2 separate regions of the Zea mays genome follow, and region 1 is linked to region 2. A link is a contact called in public Hi-C data. All regions are on one chromosome and are shown on one strand. Each heading gives the region's core, a stretch centred on a gene start, on an enhancer-like site or on the middle of the called end of the contact. The rest is flanking DNA. Distances are from core to core; before and after follow the strand shown.

Region 1 (2,700 bases), core at 157-2,656, 190 kb after region 2:
AAGAACATATTCTAATAAGTAATCATACACTAGAAACTATTTGTCTTAAAATAATTATATGTGTGCTATACATATCCAAAAACATTTTCTTATGTAGGATAATAAATAAATGAATAAATAAAATAAAATGAATACTTGCATCTCATGCTGGATATTTTGTCTATTTGTTGTGAATTTTATCAAAGTCTAAAACCTAGAATAAAAATTTGAAGTTAGGATTTAAAAACTGAAATCGGAAAATGAGAAACAAAAAAAAAATAAAACTACTACTCCATACGTGCCACATAGGAGACATGAATTTCCACTTTCTTTATTCACCTAGACGGAGCTTATGTCAGGCTGATGCAAGGAGTGACGTCATCATGCAAATTCAAGCCAGCACGTTAGCGAGCGCGCGTGGGGCTCCTGTTGCTCACGTCGTTATTCATCTCGTGCCGCGAAACGGACATCAACAGAAAATCCAGAGATCGTAACAACCCGAGCAGTTGTAACCACCTAACTGACGTCCGCCTCGGCCGGAACTCGGCACCTTCGGTGTATTTATACGACCAGCCGAGCCATCCCTCCAAATCCCCAGTTCTTCCAAAAAAAAGAACGCTGTGTTCTGCATCCTCATGCAAGCGCCATCGCATGGGAGATAGAAGAGAGAGAGAGAGGGCGTACGCTGTGGCTCCCGTTCTGCTGCCGTTCGTGGGAGATGTCCATGGAACAATCGACGCGTCGCACTGGGAGCCGAAGAACCAAACAGGTGATGGCGCCGGCAGTGTCTTCCCTGCGCTACGGCAACAACCTCTCGGTGGTGGGAATCTTCGCGCGCGACGGCCGTGCTCTACGGGGGCATCTACCGTACCATCGTCATGCTACCCTGCGCGACCATCCCGCTCGTCCAGCGAATGGGCCATCGCAGACTGCTCGGGAACGACCCCATCGACTGCTCCATGATCTTCCGCTACTTCCTCTCCTCCATGACCATCCGAACCAACCTCCAGAAACTGCTCGACTTCGCCCCGCCAGCACCGTTCCCACGCGTTGAACCTTCATGGTGCTCCTCGACCGGGCCCGAGCAAACAAGCTCACCGGCGGGCGGGACGCTGGCGGCATCCACCAAGGCCGGCTCTAGACTAGCCTCTCCACGTGCCTCCTTGTCTGCTGGTGCTACGGTGGCGGCGCCAATGAGCTTTTCCCCGTGCTGGAGTCTGCTCCCAGGTGTCGGGCGGATGGGAGGATGACAGTGGCTGGATCGTGGATTCTGGGTTGTGCGGCTGTGATGAGAACACGCATACCCCTTTCGCGTATCCTGATCTGGTCTGTCGGATTGGGATCGGACGGGATAGAGTGCATCATCGGCGTGGACGATTTTTAACCATGGATCTCGGATCCGGTGGCCCGTATTCAATACTGGTTCATCAGTGAGGTAAATCTAATCCGAGCACTCGGATTGTAAATCCAACGGCTACAAGATGACCCATACCCCTTCAGCCGACCCGTTTTACAAAAGAGTCCTTACACTATCCAGAAAACAACCCGCAGTTCCGCGGCAGTATAGTTTGAGTCTGGGCCACTTTTGCGTTATTGCCCCTGGACTCTTGTGATATCTTGTGCGCAGTTCAGAAATTAGTAAAAATGAATAAATGATTAGGAAATTGATTTTTTATTATATAAATAATCCCAGAAACTCGTTTAATTCATATAAAATCCATATTAAGTCCAAATTAACCCATTCCAGTTCCTATAATTTTGTAATATTATTGTTTATCAAATAGTTCCACTGTTTTGACATGAAAGCCACATTAAAATTTATCTCTTAATTAATCCTGTATCAACCACATGAAACCTTTGGAAATTCATAACTTAAAATCCATAACTCCAAAATTAATAATTCATGTTCCAGTGATCTCATTTTAATATGTAGATTATTAATATGTATTTTGTTCTTATGTTTGGTGTGATGTTAATTTTGCCTATACCATGTATGTTTGTATTGCTACGTTTAGCGGTGAGGACACGTGTCATCTAAAGAGCAAGTTGGTACCTGGAATCTCAAGTCTCAGGCAAGTTGTGCCCTTGATCACTTCTTTTACCTACTCATGTTCGGATTAATCATAATGATCTGCATAGGTTAATTTTGATGGGACCCAATAGGTCACCCTAGTTTGTTCATCCTGAATACCTTGTTTGCCCCTGGATCACTTGGGTAGTTCTGCTACTGCTTTATATGGTTTTGGTTTAATATTTCATTACATCTATGTTCCAATTATGTTGTTATTCTATTTATGTTCATGACAAGATCATTAAATGTTAATTGGAACATAGAGCTTAACTTGAGAACCACGTGCCACCACAAGGGTTTAATGGGACGCCCTTGGCTGACTAATTAGGAAAGCTAGTGGAGGACTACCTTACCCGAAAGGGGCAAGGGCAGTAGGGGAGTGGTCAGTGTAGGGAGGCCCTCGGGAGGATTTTGCTGCGATGGCGGTCCTGCAAGGGATTCCTGCATTGGAGCTTCCTATAAACTGTAGCGGGTTTTCTGAAGCTAGTGGAACTTTGTAAAGGCCTCGTAGTGTTACCCTGCCTCGCCTCCTCGGTAGAGGTGTATGGGAAGTCGCGATCCCTTGGCAGATGGGTAACATGACTTGTGGGTAAAGGGTACCACCTCTGCAGAGTGTAAAACTGGTATACTAGCCGAGCTCACGGTCATGA
Region 2 (2,700 bases), core at 54-2,553:
TTCTGACGCTGCGTACAAGAGACAGAAAATCCACATCTTGAAACAGTTAGAAAAAACAAAACATGCAGAACTTACAAATATTGGAGATTTTTCAGCTGACCAAGCTGTGGCACTAGGACGCCAGATAATTGTGCATTTCCAAGGTCACTGTGAAAGTGGGGACATTTAGAACCAGAAGGAGAACATCACTAACACTTTGAAATGAATATATGAGAGCTTTTTCATCGACTTACACTCTGATAACACTGTTATCGCTGTTACACGTAACGTGAAACCATGTACATGGATTAACAAGAGTGGAATCCCAACTCTGCAAGACATTGTTCGTATCTATCAAGCTCTGCCGCAGGCTGTATAGAGCATCGCCTGTGGACAAAAGGTAGCATGATCAGCAGCAAGTATATTTCCAGTTAAGATGAACAAACATATAAGAAATTCTACAGGTGATGAGCTTGTATGCAAAATCTGTAGAAAAAAAGTATGCTGCCTAGGCAAAAGCAATGCGATTGAAATTTCCAAAACAGAAAAGATAAGAAAAGGGGAAGTTCACAAATCACAGAGATTAGTAGTTATTACAGTTGGCCTTATGCCCTTATCCATTGTTATTAGTACTACAGTATCCGATGTTCTTCTATTCATGGTAGACCATGGGGACACATCCTACAAAACTATACTTTTCAATTTCCATCTCTGGAGACAGATGATCAATAACATCCCAACCGCAGAACTAGCAAAAAGTGTTTCTGTCACCAGCAGAAAGAACCGGTCAGACAATCCCACTTCAAAGTCAACATTAGCAATCCAATTGAACTCCTTAGTTCTGGAGGACGATATTACCATAATTTCCATTTACAAACGAACTAGGCTATGCTTGGTGGTCTCTCTTGCCTCGCTACCGGAAGTAGACTCAAAGATGTACTGAAGACTGAACGCCCAAACGAGAGAAGTTCATGGCATAACGAAAGAAACTTCACAGGACAAAAATTCTACGCTTTCCACGAAATCCAACGAAACTTGGGATAAATCCAAACCATTACTAGTGCGTATGAGATGAAGCAGGAGGACTCACCCTCGGTGTTGGCGACGACCCGGCCCGGCCAGAGCAGCACCGCGACCGCAAGGACCACCGCCCACCACCTCCCTGCCGCCGCCATTCCAACTCGAGCGCCAAGCGGGCCCCACCACCTCACCGACGCATGGGCGCGCGGGTCCACCACCCCAGTGCTACACGGCGGTTCCCGGTCTGCCGCGCCGCCGCCGGCGGCCTCTCCTTCTCCCTCTTCCTCCTGAGCTCACGCGGTGACTCCTCCCTCCTGTCCCTCGCGAATGGGGGAGTTTTTTTACTTTCCTGGACGAATTCTCTGTAGCTGGAACCGAGTGCGGCTGTGCGCGTGTGTATGTGTGCATGTCCCGACCTAAATTGTTTTTCTACTACGCGGTGGGACCATCGCCTACGCTCACGGAAGAAGGGGGCGCTCCACCGCGGTGACCTCCACAGCAGGTGACAGACGTGCGGGACCAGAGAAACCCTGGGCCCGCCTGGAAGCGAGAGAGTGGTTGTGACGGAAGGTGCAGGCGCGGGTGATGGTCGGCGTGCTTCCGGGGAGTGGGGTGGGTGACTTTGATGGAGCTAGTGGCTAGTGGACGGAGAGGAGGGAGGGGGAGGCGCGGGCCCCACCGGGGCGGGCATCTGCTGACATGGCGAGGTGACCGGGGCCAGGAATCACGTGGACACGGTCCTCGGTACGCCGGTCTCGTTATTATTAGAGATGATTCGAATTGGATATGCACGAATATGAATTTGAATGGTCACTATTTATCATATTTTAATTTAAATATAGATATAAATACGAATATTATCAAATAAAATATAAAATGAATAGTTCGAATTCGTATACTCACATGACTTAGAACATAATATTATAATGATTATTAATTTGTTATAGGTGACAAAAAAATCATGTTACAAGTAAATTATAATCATAGCAATAGATACCTTATTAGCATATTCATTAATAAAAATATAGTATTTAACAATAAAAATTTATGTCATGTTTATAAATATATGTACCACATTTACATATTATTTTACAATTTCAATAAATAGATATCTAGTAATTCATTTAATTGTTATAAAATAGTAAAAATGTTAAGAAATTTAAATATGTCATTCCAAAATGAATGAAGTATATGAATGTGTGCACCAAAATTTAAATAAAAATAATGAACAAATCAATCTATATATTGTAAAGTGAAGAGTTGTAGTTGATTAGATATTTTGGATTCTAAATATTTTTTTATACTAGGTATATTTGTATTTTGGACTCAAAAAATCCCAATAATGTAATGTATTTAGAATTAATTTTTTAATATTAATTAATTTTATCATTTTATGTCACTAGTAATATAACATTACTATAATTATTTATTTATCATATAAATATTTTTAATACTTTAAATGGTGTACATAATTTTTCTAGCATATTATGAAAAATAAAATCATTTGTAATTTGTAGTTTGGAATAAAAATATTTTTTAATGGTTTCATGGAATACTTTTTCCTTCTTGAATATGGATAGTATAGAATATTCCACGGTTTTGTCGAATACAAATCTAGATTCGGATTGACAAAAAAACTAGAAATCGAATTCGGATACATCCATTTAATATCCATATTAAAATCGAATACGAATACAAATA

The links. A called contact is a pair of places that touch in the nucleus more often than the background predicts.
Region 1: a Hi-C map of leaf shows a contact between it and region 2, with 4 times the contacts expected there. The contact joins the enhancer-like site here to the promoter of LOC542670 in region 2. A contact is called at or near these places in 2 of 25 Hi-C or Micro-C datasets (both in leaf).

What each region holds. Positions count from the first base shown.
Region 1 is chr4:129,706,350-129,709,049 of Zm-B73-REFERENCE-NAM-5.0, forward strand. No RefSeq gene overlaps it. Among protein-coding and RNA genes, the nearest start is that of LOC103655498, 31 kb to the right of the region's middle. Within about 2 kb of position 1,407, at least 17 of the 20 cell types and tissues checked have an H3K27ac peak or open chromatin away from gene starts, as enhancers often do. A contact at or near this core is called in leaf, where this site is marked.
Region 2 is chr4:129,515,175-129,517,874 of Zm-B73-REFERENCE-NAM-5.0, forward strand. LOC542670 (somatic embryogenesis receptor-like kinase 3) reads right to left here and starts at 1,304. Exons shown (of 11, transcript NM_001319769.1): 1 at 1,070-1,304; 2 at 234-366; 3 at 76-147. The coding sequence starts at 1,154. LOC109945802 reads left to right here and starts at 1,197. Exons shown (of 2, transcript XM_020552160.1): 1 at 1,197-1,299. The coding sequence starts at 1,197.